Regions from separate parts of the Sus scrofa genome. Here region 1 is linked to region 2. A link is a contact called in public HiChIP or PLAC-seq data. All regions are on one chromosome and are shown on one strand. The core of a region is the stretch at or near the end of the contact, and the rest is flanking DNA. Distances in the headings are between cores, read along the strand shown.

Evidence for each region. HiChIP or PLAC-seq counts read pairs in DNA pulled down with a chosen protein or histone mark.
Region 1: a contact with region 2 is called in an H3K27ac HiChIP or PLAC-seq map of alveolar macrophages. The contact joins two enhancer-like sites. A contact is called at or near these places in 2 of 5 promoter capture datasets (fetal skeletal muscle and liver) and 2 of 2 datasets of contacts at active chromatin or transcription factors (alveolar macrophages and skeletal muscle).

The regions. Positions count from the first base shown.
Region 1 is chr9:124,742,752-124,746,647 of Sscrofa11.1, forward strand. It overlaps SMG7 (protein SMG7), which reads left to right. Exons shown (of 22, transcript XM_021063792.1): 5 at 3,271-3,442. Among named protein-coding and RNA genes, the nearest start is that of NMNAT2, 47 kb to the left of the region's middle. Within about 2 kb of position 2,495, at least 1 of the 83 cell types and tissues checked has an H3K27ac peak or open chromatin away from gene starts, as enhancers often do. A contact at or near this core is called in alveolar macrophages, where this site is marked.
Region 2 is chr9:124,157,179-124,160,901 of Sscrofa11.1, forward strand. DHX9 (ATP-dependent RNA helicase A) reads left to right here. Exons shown (of 28, transcript XM_021063778.1): 12 at 465-656. Among named protein-coding and RNA genes, the nearest start is that of DHX9, 17 kb to the left of the region's middle. Within about 2 kb of position 2,158, at least 2 of the 83 cell types and tissues checked have an H3K27ac peak or open chromatin away from gene starts, as enhancers often do. A contact at or near this core is called in alveolar macrophages, where this site is marked.

The sequences.
Region 1 (3,896 bases), core at 1,245-3,744, 590 kb after region 2:
ATAACATTCTGATTGCTCTCAGGTTTTAAAACATATCCAGTTTTAAAACTCCAGTCTCATTTTGAATTTAAGCCTCTATTCCTTCCTTCATGAGTAGAAATTTAAACTTGTGAGCACAACTGGAAGATGGGGGAGCAGTGGGGACTTGGCGCACCTGGCCCTGGTGGAGGTAGAAGGAAAGCATCCCCCTTCTGCAGGACATTTTTATATTAGCCATTATGCAGACTTGTTACTTGAAAAATGATTCGTAACTTTTTTATATGATGTGATATAAACATGTAACACATTTCCAAGAGTTTAATTGGACATTAATAAATTAAAACTTGCTCTTTTTTCTTTTCTTTCTTTTTTTTTTATTTTTATTTTTTTTGTCTTTTTTAGGGCCACACCTATGGCATATGGAAGTTGGGGGTCGAATCAGAGCTGTAACTGCCAGCCTGCACCAGAGCCACAGTAACTTGGGATCTAAGCTGTGTCTGTGACCTACACCGCAACTCACTGAGCAATGCCATGTCGGATCTTTAACCCACTGAGCCAGGCCAGGGATCGAACCTGCATCCTTATGGATACTAGTCAGGTTCATTACTAATGAGCCACAACGGGAACTGCCCCCCCCTTTTTAGTCAAAAGTTTTATTATAAGACATTCACATGAAATTCCAATCATGTTTCATTTACTTTTCGTGAACATTCTTTTTTCATCTTGATAGATATTCAACCTTTCCTAATTTTCCAGTCTGTTATTTAACAGTATCTATCCAAGTCAGTTCTTTATCCTCTGTTGTGTTTCTTCTTGCCATCTTTCATTGTTACCTGTTTTGGGTTTTTTTCCATTTTTTTGTCCCTTTCTTATACTTGCTTTTTCTATTTCCAGCCTCTCACCATTCTGGGCACTAATTTTGTTTACTCAGTCTTATGTCAGCAAATTTCTTGCCCATTATAAATGTACAGGCATAAGTAAAGAGGTAGGTAATTCCTGTGCTTTATGAGAAGAGACTATAGAATTTATATATATGTATTTGGCTATAGAGATGGTTTTTATATTAGGAAAAGGGTGAGATTTTTTTAATCCTTCTGAGTTGGGTCTTCATGGTGTCTTATTTTGTATTGTGAGTTCTGCACGTGTTAGAAAGAATGGTTATAGAATCAAAATATTTCTAATTCTGTAACTTTAGTCAAATCACTTGATATTTCTGTTGCTTTCATATCCTCATCTGAAAAGAATGGAGTTTCATGCCTACATACTTTATTGCTACTAGTTTATCACAAGGATAAAGTGAGACAGATGTCTCAAATAACCCAGGAAATGAAGTTTATTACAAATATAGAACATTCTAATGGCTTATCTCTACCTTTCTTCTCCTTATTTTATGTACCTGTCTTGCTTATTTAGCTGTAAGCTCTTAAAGACACATTTTCTTACTCATTTTCATGTCTCTATTGTTTACCATGCTGTGTAATACAGTAACCAAATATTTGAATGAATATGTTTGTAAGTAAATATTTGAATGAATGAGAATAGAATGTGAAGAACTGTCTGGGGCCAAGAATGAAACCTTGATGGGATTGAGGTGGGAGGAGAAAAGCCTTTAAATGAAGGACACTGAAAATAAATGATTGGCAGGATAAAAAGAACTAGAAGAGCTATCAACCATAATATCAGCTGGGTTTTTTTGTTGTTGTTTTGGTGTTTTTGTTGTTTTGGTTTGTGTGTGTGTGTGTGTGTGTCTTTTTAGGGCCACACCTGTGGCATGTGGAGGTTCCCAGGCTAGGGGTCAAATCGGAGCTATAGCCACTTGCCTATGCCACAGCCACAGCCACAGCAACACCAGATCGGAGCCATGTCTGTGACCGGCACCACAGCTCACGGCACCACCAGATCCTTACACTGAGCGAGGCCAGGGATCGAACCTGCGTCCTCTTGGATACTAGTCAGATTTGTTTCCCCTGAGCCATGACCACGACGGGAACTCCAGTATCAGCAGTTTTAAGTGTAGCAGAGAGACCCAATAGGAAGATGTTAGAAAGTGTCCATTGTATTTGCTTACTTATAACCAGTTGTCATGTAGACAGCAGTTTTAGAGTGGTTGTGGATTGTGGGATGGGTAGAGGAGGGATTGTGTGGAAGCCAGATCATAGTGGACTAAGGAGTGAATAGGAACTGAGAAAGCAAGTGTGATACAAGTGGACTCCTTTGAAGGAATTTTGAGAAGGAGAGACATTATAAGGTTGCTGGAGGAAAAATCTAGAGTCAAGGAAAATTGCTTTGGTTCTGTGGGGTCTTTTAATATAATAATAATTATTATTATTTGTTTTCTGTGGGCAATACTTTATAGGCCACAGCAAAGAAGCATGAGAAGTTGAAAGCAGATTTAACTAATGAGGTTGACAGGCAGGAGGCAGAAAAGAATAAAACAGGCATGCTCAGACAGAGAAGTTATCTTTGACCAGAAGGAGGAACTGTCTCATACTATAAGACGAGAGATGAAAGGAGGAAGGAGTGGGTGGTCTACTAATGTCACAAGTCCCTTCCAGGTCTGTAATACCAATAGACGTCTTTACTGTATGCAAAGCACAAACTGACCTTGGGCTTAAGAAAATAAATCTCAGGAAATTCCCGAAGTCTGCCAAATATGCTGATGTGTTTAGTAAAATTTGTAACCAACCAATCTTTAGTGGTTTTTCTGTGTTTCTAAGAGGGATCGATAGATAGGTAAGTTTCATGGAGTTTCTTGCTGAATGAGTCTGCATACCCTATTCAGGTAAAGTCTATTTATTTATTTATTTTTATTTTTTTGCTTTTCAGGGCCACACTTGTGGCATACGGAAGTTCCCCGGCTAGAGGTCAAATCAGAGCTACTGCTGCCAGCCCACGCCACAGCCACACGCGGGATCAAGCCATGTCTGTGACCTAACACCACAGCTCACGGCAGTGCCCAATCCTTAACCCACTGATTGAGGCCAGGGATCACACCTGCATCCCCATGAATACTAGTCAGGTTCGTAACCCACTAAACCACAACAGAACTCCTAAAATCTTTTTTTTGAAATGCTGATGTTCCTTTTAGATGTACACCCTAGATTGCTTTAACACTTGAGAAATCAAAATACATGATTTGTAATAAATGTTACTAGTTATCCTATAAAATTGGCAGGTCTCAGCAGTATGTGATATTAGTTACACATGTTAAAGTATACAAGTTACTGTTAGAGCACTTCTGACTTAGCAGTTCTGACTTAATACTAAGTCTTGCTCATGTTTTCCTTTTAGTTATTACAAGAACTGTGTACAGTGTTTAATGTAGATTTACCATGCCGTGTAAAGTCTTCCCAATTGGGAATTATCAGCAATAAACAGACGCATACCAGCGCCATAGTGAAGCCACAGTCCAGCTCCTGTTCCTATATCTGCCAGCACTGCCTCGTCCACCTTGGAGACATTGGTGAGCCTTTGGTTTGAAGGAATTGATAATGCATTTATGCTTTTTATGGAGTAATCATAGAAAGAAATTCTTTTTCTTTGATCATGCACACACAACTTAGATTGCCGTAAGAGGAAACTATAAAATGTATTTTAAGTTGCTTAGATTTTCTGAATGCTTTGCCATTGGCAAAAGATCATGGAGGAAGTAACTTTCATATCAGATTTAAATTTTTTTCAGACTCTATGCAGATGTAGGCAAATAATAAATAGCAACAATGTAATCAAAGCTCAGTTTTTCTAAGTTGGTGCCATAATATTTTCTAAATTAAAAATCTGTACTCTTGGAATTGTGGGTTTTATAAAATTGCTCCTTTTGAAATTAGATTGCCTTCTTTTCTTCTTACCAGTGCAGTAAAAGGTCATTTTTAATTGTTTCCTTTTTACTGTGGAGTTTGTATTTCTGTGTTACGTAT
Region 2 (3,723 bases), core at 908-3,407:
CTACATCATCATCGATGCTAGTCAGATTCGTTTCCACTGAGCCACAACGGGAACTCCAAGGGCTTGTGTTCTTAATGTAAGTGGAGATATGTGGGGTAGTAATTCTTTACTTTTCATTTTTAATTTTTTTTGGGTATTTTCTGACTAAAACAAAATGTCAGAAGAAAGGGAATATACATGGAATATAATAACATACATGGGATATCTAAGAGGGAATGTAAATGTATGTGGAATGAAAGGGAGGAAAATAAAGGTGTATAAGGCCAAAAAGACGGATTCTTCAGAAAATTAACGAAAAGCACTTCTATTAGAGACATAAGTACATTATGAGAAAAATATATTTTGAGTACTAAGCCACTGGAAAGCTCTTTTTACAGAGATTGCTTTTTTTTTTTTTAAGAATTAAGACAATTTCTTCTAATAAATTGTTGGTAGAAATTTGAGGTGTAACTTTTCTAATACAGATCTTACAGGAGAGAGAGTTACTGCCTGTGAAGAAATTTGAAAGTGAAATCCTGGAAGCTATTAGTCAAAATCCAGTTGTCATTGTCCGAGGCGCTACTGGATGTGGTAAAACCACACAAGTTCCCCAGTTTATTCTAGATGACTTTATCCAGAATGACCGAGCAGCAGAGTGTAATATTGTGGTAACTCAGGTAAGTAGCAAGCCAGCTTATGATGTACCTGGTGTGGATAGCTTTTGAGAGGTGGGAATGCCTAGATGCCAGACCATCACTAATTCTTTGGCCAGCTCCCTTTTGTAGCTACATAAAGTTCTGCAAGTTGCAGAGCATTAGGCCCTTTAAAATTAAAAAAAAAAAAAAAAAAAAGGAAAAAAAGGTATGAAAAGAATTTAAGTCTTGTGTTGATCTCCAGTATCCTTCACAGATTCCTCAGCTAAATTGGGACTGTGGAGGATTATGTCTGAGCTAGAGGGAGTCTGTGGGCCTTGAATTAAACAAAACTGAGACTACTTCCCCCTTAAGTTCACACCCAAACCTTGGTTCTCTCAATCTTAGCACCTTAATATTCAGTAAAAACCAGTCAGAGGAAGAGTAGCCAAGCCAGCAAAACAGATATGACTAGCTGAATGCTTACTGTATATTGGGTTCTATTTTAAACAGTTGATTTTTTTTTAACTCATTTGAAGTTTATGACTTAAGTTGTAAGTACTGTATTATTTAGTATTTCTCTTTCAGTAACCTAGAGCACAAAGAGATTTAAAAATTGTCCAAAGTTAATACAGAAAGTGGTTGAAACTAGAATTCATAACTAAACAATTTGCCTTCATTCTTTTTCCTTTTGGCTACTACTGCAGTGCCTGAAAGTTTGTCCCAGTACTTAGGAAAGATCTGATTAGCTCTTCCAAGTCTTCTTAGGTTAAAGTAGGTCTTGTCAGCTCTTAACACCATACTTCTAGCACTTGGAAGGAGAGCATTGCAAGTAGCTAGATACCACCTCTCAGGCTGGCTCAGACCTTGATTGACTTAGGGATTTAACATGTCCGAAATGGAGGTATGCCTTAAAATTGGCTTCTGCATTTTATAGGAGAGTTGGATTTTGTGGCCTCAATGACTGAAGAGTGAACATAGCATTTAAAATTGATGATATCATAAGCTTGAAAAAATATGGTAGGGCTTTGTTTCTCTGGGATATGGCCTTTGGCTTTCTACATCTCAGAATGTTCCTGATTGCCCTTCTCACACCTAAAACTGGCTATGAATTCTTTGCCTGACAGCAGAAGTTCCAGCCCCAAGTACAATAAAAATACCCTTGCTCTTTAACACTTATCTGACCTTTTCAGGAGATATGTTTTTAGGAAGGCACCCATTTAACAGAAGAACTTTGAGCTCTGTTCTGCTCTTCCTCTTTAACTGCTGCTCTCCACTTTTAAACTCAAACAGTTTTGCCATATTGACAAAAAATGCAGAATTCAGCAAATAAGCTGATCTATGTTCTTAATCAAAAGTTATTTGCTTGTCATGAGTGGGAAGAAAACTAACTCCTGCAAAAGTGAGAAGTGTAGGTTCTTTTGTTTGGTTTTTTTGGTTGTTGTGTTTGTTTTGCTTTTTTGGGGGGTGGGGGAGTTGGCCATGCCTGTCACACGTGGAAGTTCCCAGGCTAGGGATCAAATCCACGCCACAGCAATGACAGTGCTAGATCCTTAGCCTGCTGAGTCACCAGGGAACTCCAAGTGAGAAGTGTTTTTTTTCAGTTCCTATTTAATTTATCAAGGCCAAGTTGTTCTAGGAAAAAAAATGGCTTTTATTCTAGATAAAAATGGGTTTTGTATTTCGGTCTTCAGCTTTGTATAATTTGCATAATAACTGTCCTTTCCCAGATAATTTGGACGTTTCCATTGGCTTCCATTTGTAAAAGGAATAGATTTCTGTACGTAGGTTGTAACAGATATAAGTGCAGTGAAGTCACAGGGTAGAATGGTGGATCAAAGATTTTACTTCTATTGCATAGAAAACAGCTCTCACTTATCCACTATATTTGTTTTTTCTTTCTTTTTTTTTTTTTTTTTTTTTTTTGGTCTTTTTTTGCTATTTCTTTGGGCCGCTCCCGCAGCACATGGAGGTTCCCAGGCTAGGGGTCCAATCGGAGCTGCAGCCACTGGCCTACGCCAGAGCCACAGCAACGCAGGATCCAAGCCATGTCTGCAACCTACACCACAGCTCACGGCAACGCTGGATCCTTAACCCACTGAGCAAGGGCAGGGACCGAACCCGCAACCTCACGGTTCCTAGTCGGATTCGTTAACCACTGCGCCACAATGGGAACTCCCTATCCACTATATTTGTATTCTTTCATAAAGTAATAGACTTAATGGAGTTGGAATATACTTCAGAGAACTCTTCCATCTTCCTTCTCAGTGTGGAAAGTTTATGAGGTGATCACCTAACTGCTGCTTGAAAATTTCCAGTGGTTTAGAGATGTAGCCTGTGTCTTCTGATTTCAGTTGAATGACTGGACTGTCTTACTAGATCCGCATCCTATGGCTTCCATGTTTTTTGTCCTAATGGTATCCCAAATCAGTCTGATACCTCTTACTGTAAAAAGTCTTGTAGAGTATCCTAGTATATCCCCTTTGTCTTATGAACAACTATGGTTCAGCTGTGAAGATAAGGTCTAAAATTGTTAACCATAGAGTATCAACATTCTACTTGGAAAAGCTGTAGGGCTGAGCAAACTGGTGGTCATTGTAGAATACAGTTTTTAGTATTTTAATTTTTATGCAGTAATTCTATTAAGACAATCTGAGATAACAGTAGTTTTTATAGTAATATCACTGTTGTATCAATTCTCCTTTGTCCTCCACCTAGTCATTTATAGGAGAAACTACATGAAGTTTATTACCAAAGTTTTCTGTGTGCTTGGATTAAATGTGTTATTTCAAGTCATAGAGCACAAGTTGAGAGTTACTAATGGACTAGAATAAAACAGAATGAGTAGCTCATGGTTAACTCCTAACCTTAGTATCAGCCTTGGTGTAAATTCTGTACCACACACACTGTATGCTTTTTGTGCCTTCATGCTCTTCATACACAAGCCACTTAAGCTTATGTAAGTGTACCACAGTTGAAAATAGGAAGTATTTTCTGACCTTAAAGATGAGAGAGGTGAATTATAATTGCTAGGATGCCAGTCAAGCATGTTTCTCTGAATATTTTGGCAGTCTTGCACACACTCTAAGGTGCCTTCATTCAAGAATATAGC